Linked DNA regions of Mus musculus: regions 1, 3 and 4 are each linked to region 2. The links are chromatin contacts, called in public HiChIP or PLAC-seq and promoter capture Hi-C maps. All regions are on one chromosome and are shown on one strand. The core of a region is the stretch at or near the end of the contact, and the rest is flanking DNA. Distances in the headings are between cores, read along the strand shown.

Region 1 (3,208 bases), core at 350-2,849, 590 kb before region 2:
AGCGGTAGCTAAGACTGCTCAGTGTGAGGGGAAAGTGGAGCTTTACTGCAAACTCCCTCTAATGCAGTTTAGAGAATAAGGAGGACATGAAGGGGGGGCAACAAAGAGGAGAATGGAGAGCCCCAAACTTTCAAAAAAAAAAAAGATCAATAGAGTCCTTCTCTCCTTTGTGTGAGGTGCTTGGTGCTAAAACGACTTCTGGTGAACTTCAGTCTCTATAGATTCCTTTAGAGTTAGTAGCAACCCAAAGTTAACAGTTTTCAAAATTGATCGCCACTTTTGTGGGACTTCTCCCACATTCTGCTTCTTCCTGACTGCGTGGGAAAGGTGATAGTAGGCAGATCCTGCCAGCCAGTCGATGAAGGTTCAGTAAAGGGGTAGTGGCTTGTTGCCCACCGGCAGAGTGTGGTCCTCCAAGGGGGGAAGGAGAGCAGAGCTCTGATACTGCTGGGCAGGAGCTGGGCTCTCTCCCCGCTGCCTGGCCAGGGGAATCATTGTTCAGCCACTGGGGTCACTCTTGGTCCCTTCTATTGCAACCCAAGAACAAGTATCACCACAGTGTGGGGACCCATTGACACAAACAAGCAGGACCCAGTCCCCACCTTCTCCCTAAGGTTAGTAGTAGCCTGAGGGAGAGGCAGGCTAAAGCTTGCTTTTCCTTTTCTTATTCCAAAGGAGTTAATTATCCAGGCTTTGGACATGAGCCCACAATTCAGGCTCCTCTTCCCACCTCAACCTGACACCCTGTTCAGCATACTTGCCCTTCGGGTTTCAGCCCCTTATTACAGTTAGAAATAAGGCATGTGCGCACACATGTAGGTTCAGTGTAGCAGAGATCTCGAGGGGAAAGACAATGACTAACGGTGGGCTACATTATCCCCTGGACACGGAGTGTGAAACCTACTGGTTAACTGCCTCTCTGAGGGTTCTGACGATCAGCCAGACACCCCTTCTTGCGGATCACAGCACACAGGAAGACAGTCCTTTCTCAGCGCTCTGCACGTGGTTCCGGGATCCTGGCTAGCAAGTTTCCAAGCCCCATCTCCAGAGGTAGTGTGCTCAGAAAAGAGGCAAATGAGTAACTACAACTGTGCACCAAGCACCGTTAAAAAAAAGTGCCTCCAACTAACCTCAGCTAACAGTGCATCCCAAACGATCCCAAAGCTAGCATCCTTTCTTGAAAATGTGCTAGGCACACAGCAACTTCCTTACTCGCTCAGTAGTGATTTTACTTTATCTTGCAAGAGCCTGGCAGAAATCCTCTCTCTGCCCAGGCATGGCTCAGTGCACAGGACTCTTTTTTTTTTTTTTTTTTTTTTTTTTTTTTTTTTTAAGTAAGCAGAAACTTTACCGTTGAGTGGGGCTGAGCTGGAAGGCTGCTTCTTAAGGATCACCAACAGGAGGACGACAGTCGCGCGCAGGCTGCGGTGAGGCATCTTTGTCCTGGCGACTCAAAGCTGCCACTCACTCGGAGCTGTGGGGCGCTCGGAGCTGGCAGCGGCGCACCAGCACAGTGTGCACTTAGCCTGGGACCAAGACGTGCACGTTGGTTGTGTAGACTCGTGGCTGCCTGTAGGCTGCTTTTTAATGCCGCGACTCAACCCTAAACATGATGTCATCAGGCAGGAGGGCGGGGCAGAAAGCCCAGCCTACCGGAGGGCAGGAGCCCCAGGTCCGAGGTGAGTTGAGGTCCTGACTTAAGTGGTCCTCAGTGGCCCACTGCGGCGGTCCTCTGGGCCACAGGTTACTTGGGGGAGCCAGTTCTCACAGGGAGGTATGGAAAGTCAGGGACCCGTGCAGCACTCACTTCCCTAGATGTGACTGTGGTCTGTCACTGCCCTTACTTGAAAGCCCCAGCATAGAATGCTGTTTGGGCCAAAGCCTCATTCAGGGTCTGAATGTTTCTGCCTGGTCTTAGCCAAGTAGCTGTGAATTACACATCACATCCAGATTAAGCTCTTCTCAACGAAACCACAAAGAGACTGCGAATCGGAAACTAAGATAAAGGGATTCACAGAAATGAGTCGCTTTTCTTGGCGATTAGCATTTCCCTTAGGAGGAGGAGGCATGTAGACAAGGCTTACTCCTTGTGCAAATTCACAGGATCAGCCCATCTTCGGTAGGCAGCAGGTGGAGAAGGTGCCCTCTCTGAAGTAGTGGTGAAAGAAAAGGACTTGCTTTATTACCGAGTGTCTACAAGCATCAGAGACCAGGCTAGGGGTTATGTGGACCAGTGGCCAGGCTGTTTCCAATGCTGGTTTATCACCTGTTGCTACTCCTGCCCACTATTCTCCAATCTCCGCTTGCTTTGCAATATGCACACTTACACTCTAGACAGGAGCCCGTTGTTCTGATCACGTTTGTGTCTAGCCCGCCCATGCGGAGCTGAATCTTCCTGGCCTCCTGCTCTGCTGTTCCCCACCCTTACCTCCTATATCGTCTGTTTGTTATTCCCGCCCGAGATGGTCTCTGCTTCCCTGGCTCCTCCATATCTCTCTACCACCTCAGGTGTGGGGCTCAGTTTCCTGCTCCTACTAACCCTGGTCTCCTGCTGCCTACACATACGGAATAGTACATAACCCCATGTTTGTAACCTGGCCCGCCATGCCCTCTTCTCTGGGCCAAGTCAACCAGCCCAGCCCTCCCCCATCCCCCATCTGTTCTGGCACTCAACCTACAACTCAGGTTGGCCTTGGTGACCAAAGAGGCCATTTGTTCACCTACAACTTGGAGAGACTGAGCAGCCGAGAACCACCAGGAAGCAGGTGTCGCCTGCATTTCAAGGGGTGTTATTGTTCTGTCCCTAACAGCTCAACTATTGTATGGGTAATAAAGGGCTTGAAATCTCTTCAAGGAAGTTGTTACAATGACAATTTTGTCACAATCATTTCCAGACCACAATAAGCTTAAGGGTGACCTTTTCTCAGAGATGAATAGCCTTGAATGAGCTCTGGAGTGGCTTAGGCAGTCTTGTTAAAGGCTGAGGTGGACTGGGGAGCAGAAGGCCCAGAGAGACCCCTGAATGTTCTGAGATGCAGATTCTGGGCCCAGAGAGTGAAGCCTTGACTAGTTCAAGGCCAACTGGATCATACCTGCCACCGGCCTGTGTCACTCCCACGACAGGTGTTTTTCAGTATGTCGGAAAGTACTCAGTTCAACTTCTCAAATGTTCACTTTAAACGGATCCCCAAAGATGCAGGGAAAAAAG
Region 2 (3,073 bases), core at 298-2,797:
GGAGATCAAGGTTACTACTACTGGAAGATATTCTAGAACGGAGACTCTACAGCTATTTCTCAGAGGAAGCCACTTCCAAACAAATTTTTCTTACTTTCTGACCAGGCCGGAAGTGGATTTCCTTTGCGGTGAAAGGGGTTATTTTGGAAGACCAATGTTGATAGGCATGCCTACGGACAGGGAAGGCTTAGTTTTCTTATCTCCTAGAAACTTAGTTTAGTGCAGCTTCTCTCCATGGGGAGGATTTCTATCGACCACCACCCAAATTACAGCGAGAGAACTTTATCTGTGTTCACTATGTAGTAATGATAACGGAGATGAACATCCTAAAAAAGCATTTCTTAACCTTTTTTTTGTGTGTTCATGGCTGTGATGGGTGCCAGTTACAGAGTTGATTGTGTTTCCACCTCAAATATTTATTAGACACTTAATTTGCCATACACAATGTGTATGCAGGAATAAAAGTTACAAACTAAGACACTCTCCTGACCTTCAGGCAGTTTACTTTATCTGTAAGGGAATCCACCCCTAATGTTGAGTTTGCAGTTGTAAACAGCCAACTTTGCTAGGCCTGGTGGCTCATGCCTGTAATTCCAGCACTTGGGAGGCCGAGGGAGGAGCATTGAGTTTGAGGCCAGCTTTGGACACAGAATTTCAGGCCTGCCTAAGGTGGTTTCAACCAGAAAAGCAAACCACCTCTGTTGGTGTTAGTGGCAGGTTTCAGCTCCTTGAAAGGATCATCTTGCAAATTAGTCCGTGATAACATAACCTATGTTATCTTTAAACTCTAGTTGACTTCGACTCACCAACCTGTGATTAAGTTCCGGGAACTTTTTTTTTTTTCGAGGCAGGGTTTCTCTGTATAGCCCTGGCTGTCCTGGAACTCACTCTGTAGACCAGCCTGGCCTTGAACTCAGAAATCCACCTGCTTCTGCCGCCCGAGGGCTGGGATTAAAGGCGTGTCACCACGCCCGGCTATAACCCAAAATTCTTAAGGACCGAATTTAATACACGGAAATCTCCCCTTTGTGTGAAGCCTGGCTTCTCAAAAAATCGATAACTTCTTTTTATTGTTGCACACTGTAACACTGAGTGTGTTTAAATTGTTGACTTACAAGACTGCCTCATTAAACTGTGAGCCAGGAGCTTTTGTGTTTGTATTTGAAACGCACAGTAAGGTGCCAAGCTCACAGTGAATGCTCTGTATATGTTAAATGAATTAATGTCCAAAAACTAAGTGGCAAAACTTCCTGCAGTCGTTTCAGCCCTCAATCAAAAATATTTATTGAATCTCTCAGAGAACACTGTGCTTGGCATGAGCAGGTGGCATGCAGAGGTTTTCAAACATTGTTAGTCACAGACTTTATTCAAACAGAACCTTAGAAGCGTGACAGATAGAGCCATGCAGGGCACAAAGACCCGGAGGAACTCCTCAGCCTCTAGCTCCTCCTCTGCCTACTTGGCCCGCCCCAGTGCAGCCTTGCGGTTCAGTGCTTGGATTGGCTGAGCAGCAGCCCAGGCCCCGCCCTAGGTCCCTCCCCCAGGTTCCGCCCCGATGGTCCCTCTGGGTCCATAACGGCCCTCGCGCACCTCACACGGCTGGAGCGCTTTGCTCGCGGCACTGTCTATAAAGTTGTTGTTGCTGCTTCCGCCACGGGTGGAGGAAGATGGCGTCAGGAGGTGGTGGCTGTAGCGCTTCGGAGCGACTCCCTCCGCCCTTCCCTGGCATGGATCCGGAGTCGGAAGGGGCTGCCGGGGGGTCAGAACCCGAGGCTGGGGACAGCGACACCGAGGGGGAGGATATTTTCACTGGCGCCGCGGCAGCCGTGAGTTCCCATCCTTGGGGCAGCAGACAGAAAAGAGCCCCCCAAAAGAGAACCCTTATTAAGGGTTCGAGGGCTTTGAAGATAGTGGGCCTGGTGGGAAATCTTCGCTCGGTGTCAGCAATCAGGACTCCAGGGCCCTGAGTAGGAAACGAGCCCTAGAGCCTGGCTGCCCAAGCCCGGGCGGGAAGAGACGAGGGGTGTGGTGGCTTCACCACGGATCCTTAATAGCCAAGAGCAACCTAGGCCGTCCCCTGGCCCAGAGGTGTGGTTACCCCAAGGATTCAGCGGGCATTTCTGCTGGTTGTGTCCTGGGCAGACTGACTTTAAACATGACAAATTAGAAAATGAGGTGCAGACCATCAGTTCCCTTGTTTTATTGCACCGAAAGTGGAAACGTGATCTAGGAAGGACCATGACCCGCCCACTGATCCTCCTGTTATACCCAGCACTTCCTGGTCATTACCAAAAGCCCATTCTGGATACTAGTTTATGGAAGTTAGGTTGTGACTCCTTTGATCTCTCCAGGAATCAGGGCAAATGCTGGTTGAGAGAAATAGATTACACGGATCAGAAAGCTTTTGTTTCTGTTAAAAGGATGCATTAAAGTGCTTGGAAACAGATCTGTAAATGTGAAGGGAAAAACTGTCTCCCATAATAAATATCTAGGTTTCAAATGAGAGCTAGCTGCTGGCAAAACAACCAAAACCTCCTTGTCTTTCCGTGTGGAATGTCATGGGTTAACAGCACCAGGAGAGATGTTTTGGGCTGTTTTATGAGAACACTGACTCATACCACTCGGTACAGTTAGTTCCAGCTTAGAAACGTCTTCAGTACCGAGTCTATGCAGTTATCTTCCTTTCTTGGTTATTGTTTCTCTTCAGAGTAGCTAATCAGTATCAGACTGAGTTAAATAACTTTAAATTCTGTATATAGCATGTGTCTGAAAACTTGGAGGTGCCCCTTACATTAGAAAAAATTTAGATTTTGGAGGGTTTTTTGTTTTTGTTTTTTTTAACATGGCCGTAGTTAAAATTTTACTATGTTGAGAAATTGAAGGCTATAATCATAAAGTGGTTGCTGGTGCTAATGACAGCAGATTGTCTAATGATGTCTGCTACTCTGAGAAAGAGTAACTTGCCGATAATGGAGTCTTTATTTCTGTTTAAGTATCTTTATATAGTTACTCTCATAAATCATGGAGAACAGCTACTGTTAGTAACTTCTGAGATGATGGGTGAAATACCTGA
Region 3 (3,088 bases), core at 558-3,057, 550 kb before region 2:
TGTGTCCTTGTGGTAGACATGCCCACCTATTAGGCCTTGGCGCCCAGAAGCAGGTGAGGTGTCCACGGATAGTCTTCTTCAATGGCTGCTAAAGAAAGAAAGGGAGAAAGCAGCCTTGCCTTGGGCCAGGCACCGAGCATGGTGTGGTGTACTGACTCACTCTTGGGGCTACTCAGTCCTCAGCCCCTGAGGGCTGGCTGCAGCTTCCTAGCCTACATCCGAAGCTTCCTCAGACCTGCACTTCTGTTCTGCCTCCCCTTCTACCTAAGCCTTTTTCATCCTTCCTCTGGCAAGCCGTAGTTACTAATAAATACCTTCTACCAGAAATGAGCTCAGCATCTGCTTTAAGGCAAGATGGCCCAGGGTGGTTGTCAAGGGTTAGCACTGTGGTGGATCTCTATAGCTTCTCTCCACTGGAAGGCTCTCGGAGGCAGTGCAGTGCTGTGCCTCAGTCATCCTCCCAGAGAAGGCATCAGGGGAGTTTAGTCGCCAGCTCCCCTCAGATGCTGAGGGCTGTTGAGGTGTGGGCTTCTCGTGTGGCCCTGGAAGTTCTCCAACTGTCAACCTCAGTGTCAGTCCCCAGCACCCATGATGTCTCACAACTGCTCGTGAGCACTTGGGGCACCTGCACTCACATGCATACACCTAAACACACACACATAATTAAAAATAATAAAAATGGCTTCGGATTTGAGGCCAGCTTGGGCTACAAAGAAAGACTCTATCTTAAAAAAAATGTCTTCAATTGCCGAGCGGTGGTGGTGCACACCTTTAATCCCAGCACTTGGGAGGCAGAGGCAGGTGGATTTCTGAGTTCGAGGCCAGCCTTGTCTACAGAGTGAGTTCCAGAACAGTCAGGGCTATACAGAGAAACCCTGTCTCGAAAAAACAAACAAACAAAAAAAACAAACAAACAAACAAACAATTGTCAGTTTTCAATCTTCCTCATGCAACACCACTTCTCTGTTTCTGTGCTTACCTCATTCACGCATTTGATACTCAGCTTGTGTGTGTGTGTGTGTGTGTGTGTGTGTGTGTGTGTGTTGTCCGCATGTATGTCTGTGCATCATGTTTGTGAAATGCCTACAGAGGTAAAAAGAGGAGCCCCTGGAACTGGGATTACAAACAGTTGTGAGCCTCAATGCAGGTTCTGGGAATCCTGAGCCGCCTCTCCCACCCGATTCTCTGGCTTTTTGTTTGTTTTTACATGTACTCACATGTATGTCCTTAAATGTTTCTCTCTGTCTTCATGGTCCCCATAACTATCATTTTCATGGCTACCTAATATTCTGCACAGTTGTTCACCAACCATTTTCTTCTCTGGGACATTTATGCTGCTTCTAAGCTTTAGATATTCAAATAACGTTACAGTAAATATACTTGTGGAGGCTTTGTTTACGTTAAATACAGCCTTAGAGAAATTGCAGGGGTACAATTACTCAGTTGGAGGGTATGACTGTCTCTATAGCCCTCACTGTGTAACACAGAGAACTCTCCCTTTGGCTGGGGCTGTTTACTTAAAGCCCCAATGTCTCACGAATGCCTAGGAATCTTCATTTTAAAATAAACTTATTTTGGGCTTATATTTGTTTTGTTAGGTTTCCCTGAGAGTAAAGAAGATTGCTAAGAGCAGATTGGAAAATTTAAGTTTTCCCAGCAAGATTTCGTGTCCCCTTCCCCCAAGGCACAGAAAGAATTTAGGAGCCAGGCTGACCTGATTTCTAATCCCGACTTGTGTGCCAGTGAACTATGTAGCCTTAGGAATGTGGCTGGCTCTGACTAAGACTGTTTCCCCAGTCTCAGTGTGTCTTCCTCCAGGGCCTGCTCCAGAGATAAAATGGGAACATTCAGACCCAACGCTGGGTGGGACGTGCTCAGCAGACAAGAGCTCCCCTGGCTCAGCAGGAAGTTTCACACAGACAGCACATGCTAGGTGAACCGTAGAGCCTCAGGCCAGGGAGGAGAAGGAAGGGAAGCCCCGCGCATGCAGCTTCCTGGAGCAAAGTAGACTCTAAGATAGAGGGCAAGCAGTAAAAATATTTGAAGAAGCCAGATATGGTGACACAGGCCTTTAATCCCAGTACTTGGGCAGAGACAAGCAGATCTCTATGAGTCTGGGGCCATCTTGGTCTACCTAGTGAGATATATACAGGACAGCCAGGGCTACATAGTAAGATCCTGTCTAAAAGAGAGAGAGAGAGAGAGAGAGAGAGAGAGAGAGAGAGAGAGAGAGAGAGAGAGAGAAGATTTAAAAGAGAGCAAAGGAGAGAAAGAATTGAAAGATTTCTGCTTTATTCAGGAAACTGGTGTTTATTGAGCAACTCCTCGGTCTCGGGTATACCCCTGCTTTCACTATCCAGAGAGAATGTTAGGGGTTAGGATTAGACCTACAGGAAAGGGACTTCAAAGTTCATCTGAGTCACTGGTGTTTGAATCCCAGGCCTGCCACCTATCCAGCTGGAGGCCTGCTTGAAGTCTTGACCTGTGATGTGAACAGTGGCCATCATCCTGGGGAGGGATCATTTGTGTGAGTCCACCTGGCTCAAGGCAAGGACCTGATGTGGCAGTAGGTGGTCACGTGCATAGAAAGTGGCAGAAACATGTCTCTTGCCTCCAGAGTCCTCCTCCCTCCCACCAAGTTATCCATCCAAATGCCTGAGACAAGCCGTGACACAAACAAGTACGAAATACATTTACAATGATCGCAGTGAAGGATTCCACTGGGCCTTTGTGTTCCATTGTATGGTCATTAAACTTGTCACTGCAGTAACTTCTGGAAGCTTCCCCTTCTACTGAGAAGCCGTCTCAGTAAGCAAAGCAGCCAGCTAGTAACAGAAATCCTGATACCCCTGTCTGGAACTCTCCACTCCTTTAAAAAAAAAAATCATTTCCTATTACATTTCTCCATTTATTTATTGTCACAATGAGAGGCACACAGTAAAGCATGTGTGTGGAGGTCAGAGAACAAGCTAATGGAGTTGGTTCTCACCCTTACAATGTGGGTCCTGGGGATAGAACTCGGATCATCAAGCTTGGTGGCAAGCACTTTTCCATCCTGAGACATCTCAATGACCTCTGTACTCCTTGT
Region 4 (3,258 bases), core at 671-3,170, 520 kb after region 2:
AGTGGACTGTGAGAGGGACTTGCTTGACTTGCTTGCATAGCTAAAGGCTTCTTGGTCTCATGTCTTCACTTCTTCGAGAGAGGCACAGCCAAGAAGAGAATTTTTCCTGGTGTTCCTATTGGCCCTGGTCACTCCGATTTGGCTGAAGCTGGGCTCTTCCTGCTAGGTCGTGCCACCTTAAGAGCTCGCCCTGGTGACGTGGGTGCAGGAGTGCTGGCAGGCTGACCAAATCAGCCACCATCCAGGCCCAGATCCAGAGCTGTGAGTTGACCCACCCAAACATCTACCCCCTCTATGAGCTGCTGGAACACGTGAAGGGGCTGGTCTTGCAGATCCAAAGCTGAGGGAGCGCCATGACACAGGGTAACAACAGGATGTCCAAGAGGAGTGCCAGTGAGGATCCAGTAGCAGAAGCCAGATGCCTCGAACCATTACAATCAACATTTAGAAGATGTTTGGACCAAAGGGCACACTGTGACACACCACAGCTTCCACTATGAGATTTTGAATTTTTTTTTATTTTTATTTTTTTAATTTTCTTTTCAGGAGGGGCTTGCAAGGGCAGAAGGTAGATATGTGGGGACAGGACAAGAAGATGAATAGGATTGGTGTGCCTGATGTGAAATTCACAAAGAGTAAAGTTAAATAAATAAACCTTTATAATCCATCAGTGTGACAGAGGCCCAAAGAGAGAAATAGGTTTGACCAAGGATGTAAAGTGTTTCATAGTAGAGTCAGACTAGAAAGACCTCACCAAAGCACTGGGCAGTGGCGGTGGCGCATGCCTTTAATCCCAGCACTCGGGAGGCAGAGGCAGGCGGATTTCTGAGTTCGAGGCCAGCCTGGTCTACAGAGTGAGTTCCAGGACAACCAGGACTACACAGAGAAACCCTGTCTCGGAACAAATGGGAAAAAAAAAATCCCAGCACTCAGGAGTCAGAGGCAGGTGGATATTTGAATTTGAGGCTAGCCTGGTCTACAGAGGGCATCCTAGAACAGCCAGGGATACACAGAAAAACCCTGTCTCAGAAAAAAAGGAAAAGAAAGAGGAAGGAAGGAAGGACTATCACCCCTCCTCTACATAGGCATTGAGACTTGCTGAATCTCCTTCAGTGGACCCAGGGGATTGAGCCCATTGGGGCTCACACACTGGTGAAGTGCCTAGTCCCTAGAAGGCAACATGAGCTGTAAAAGATCCCTGATGTCACCTTTTGAACACTGGAAAGGGTATCTCAGTCATTCAGGGAAACTAGGGGGTTGGGAATGCAGAGATAGGGGAAGGGGTGCTGCCTGGGGAAAAAAATACCAAGAGCAAAAGGGGAAAGAAGGAATCCAGGAAGCCCAGGGCAGAGATACAGGCAAGAGGAATGGTGATCTGGGGAGGGGGGGTGGGGACACAAGGAGATAGAAAGACAAACACGGAATGTCAGTGGGCTTTAAATGGTGCCTGGCCTGGGATCCGGACTACTGTCATGTACCCCAAGCAAAAGAAACCTGTCAGGGCAGGGAAGAAACATTAATCCCTGTGTTCACTAGCTGTGTTGTCCTTGGCAGGCCTCTTGGACTCTCTGAGCCTTGAGTTACAGAATCAAATAGCAGTTGTCTTTCATAAACTGGGCTGTCAGTGGGATCAGTTAGTGGTCAGTCCTCCTGCAGACTCCCCCACTTTCCCTGCTGGCCACTCTAGTTGTGTCCCTTCACCCAGGGCTAGCTATGTATACATCTGTCCTGCATCCAGAATCCTACCTCTTCCCACCTGGACCCCAGCTAGGGCCACACTGTAGCATTCTGGGAGGGCCTCCCTCCAGGATTTGAGCCAATCCTGAGAACCAAATGAAATGCTGGAAGTGATGGACTCAGATCTTCCCAAGACACCCTATGGAAGAGAGAGATTCACATCTGCACCTCCCCAATCCTGCTCTGCCCCACCCCATCCTCTGAGAGGTTAGTGCTCCACCCCCTTTTCCTAAGCTCTGGCCTTGCCTGCCTGCTTCACAAGGAGCCGAATGTTATTTAAAAGATCAGGAGATTTGCCTTAAATAGGCATGGAGTGTTGTGCCAGGGCCGAGGATGAGGGGTGGGAGGAGGCAGCTCTGGTGGAGGAGAGAGCAGGGCTTCTCCAGGGCCAGAACAGCCTTTTTATACCGAGCACAACCCCACAGTTCCAGCCGATGGCATGATCTTTAAACCCCAGGGGTGGAAAAAGTATAGAGGGCAAAGCAGACAGTGCTATGACTCCCTGACACTGGTTCCTAGAGCTTTGGTCCTGACCTTGGGCTGCCTGCCCCTGTCTGTTCTCCCTGCCCCGGCTTGTAAGTAACTGGATGCTTGCCTCACTCTGAATCTCCCCAGGTGAGCTGGTTCTCTGCTTCCTGAACCCAACACCAGTGAGGAAAAAAGTGAAGGGCCACCTGGGGATGTGGCAGACATCTGCAGGGATGCTGAAAGGCAAAGGGAGGGAGCTGAGGCCAAGGGGCTGAGGAGCGAAAGGTGGGCTGGTCTGTACAGCAGCACATGCGCAGCTAGCCCCTGTTTGAGGAGGGAAGCGTAGGTATATAAGGTAGGAAGTAGCGTCTTTAGGTAATAAGAACCAATCTGGGGGGTTTCCCTCTTGCTAGCCCCAGTTTGACACCCCCCACCCCCACCCGGTGCCTTTCGGGAATTTAATTTGTTTAACTGAGATAAGTTCAAGGCTGGCCTTGAACTTCCAGAGACTTATCTGACTCTACTTCCAAAATGCTGAAGTTAAAGGCGGTGCACTCTAAGGCTGTGTCTCCAGGCCCAGTCTTTCTGATTCTGTTGACTGGCTGATCAACAGATGATCAAAACAGGGTTCAGAGGACTTAAGCTGAACCTCTGAAGTCACAGTTGAAAAAAAAAAAAAAGGGAGAGCCAGTGCTTAAAACACAGGAATCAGCCTTTGTGAACCCTGTAACTGGGGCTTATGTTAGACCCGGTTACCAACCGCAGCCTTGACCAGGTACCTAGCTGTTCATACACCAGGGCGCTTTCTCCATAAAGTAGAAACAGTAGTCCCACCCTCCCCCCAGAAAAAGAACAAGGGGTGGGGGTTAAAGAACCCTAAACATGAGCTCCTGTGCACACACCCAGTGGAGGCTTCTGAATAACAGCAAAACCCCTTCTAGCTCAACACCGACTCCGCCCCCAGCTCCTGAGGTGAGGGTGTGCCCCACTCAGGCTGGAGACTTCGGGACAAAAGGATTTGCAGGCTCCAGGGAAAACTTGATTCTTTGGTGC

Evidence for each region. Promoter capture Hi-C pulls out the DNA fragments that hold promoters and counts their contacts. HiChIP or PLAC-seq counts read pairs in DNA pulled down with a chosen protein or histone mark.
Region 1: a contact with region 2 is called in a promoter capture Hi-C map of stem cell-derived epiblast-like cells, with 3 times the contacts expected there. The contact joins the promoter of Car12 here to the promoter of Snx1 in region 2. A contact is called at or near these places in 7 of 39 promoter capture datasets (the C10 cell line, cranial neural crest, embryonic stem cells and 4 more), 1 of 484 Hi-C or Micro-C datasets (CD4 T cells), 6 of 115 datasets of contacts at active chromatin or transcription factors (the SCID.adh cell line, embryonic stem cells, large pre-B cells and 2 more) and 2 of 9 other capture datasets (adipose tissue and liver).
Region 3: a contact with region 2 is called in an H3K4me3 HiChIP or PLAC-seq map of pro-B cells, with 3 times the contacts expected there. The contact joins the enhancer-like site here to the promoter of Snx1 in region 2. A contact is called at or near these places in 6 of 115 datasets of contacts at active chromatin or transcription factors (the 230-238 cell line, embryonic limb bud, large pre-B cells and 2 more) and 1 of 9 other capture datasets (adipose tissue).
Region 4: a contact with region 2 is called in a CTCF HiChIP or PLAC-seq map of embryonic stem cells, with 5 times the contacts expected there. The contact joins the enhancer-like site here to the promoter of Snx1 in region 2. A contact is called at or near these places in 7 of 39 promoter capture datasets (the C10 cell line, embryonic stem cells, hippocampal neurons and 3 more), 1 of 15 datasets of contacts at CTCF or cohesin (embryonic stem cells), 7 of 484 Hi-C or Micro-C datasets (B cells, the HL-1 cell line, the P5424 cell line and 2 more), 15 of 115 datasets of contacts at active chromatin or transcription factors (the 230-238 cell line, acute myeloid leukemia, differentiating embryonic stem cells and 8 more) and 1 of 9 other capture datasets (embryonic stem cells).

What each region holds. Positions count from the first base shown.
Region 1 is chr9:66,712,077-66,715,284 of GRCm38.p6, reverse strand. It overlaps Car12 (carbonic anhydrase 12), which reads right to left and starts at 1,599. Exons shown (of 11, transcript NM_178396.5): 1 at 1,352-1,599. The coding sequence starts at 1,436.
Region 2 is chr9:66,123,360-66,126,432 of GRCm38.p6, reverse strand. Snx1 (sorting nexin 1) reads left to right here and starts at 1,547. Exons shown (of 15, transcript NM_019727.2): 1 at 1,547-1,826. The coding sequence starts at 1,668.
Region 3 is chr9:66,668,615-66,671,702 of GRCm38.p6, reverse strand. No RefSeq gene overlaps it. Among named protein-coding and RNA genes, the nearest start is that of Car12, 44 kb to the left of the region's middle. Within about 2 kb of position 1,807, at least 43 of the 459 cell types and tissues checked have an H3K27ac peak or open chromatin away from gene starts, as enhancers often do. A contact at or near this core is called in adipose tissue and pro-B cells, where this site is marked.
Region 4 is chr9:65,605,638-65,608,895 of GRCm38.p6, reverse strand. No RefSeq gene overlaps it. Among named protein-coding and RNA genes, the nearest start is that of Pif1, 20 kb to the right of the region's middle. Within about 2 kb of position 1,920, at least 45 of the 459 cell types and tissues checked have an H3K27ac peak or open chromatin away from gene starts, as enhancers often do. A contact at or near this core is called in differentiating embryonic stem cells, embryonic stem cells, neural tube and 1 more, where this site is marked.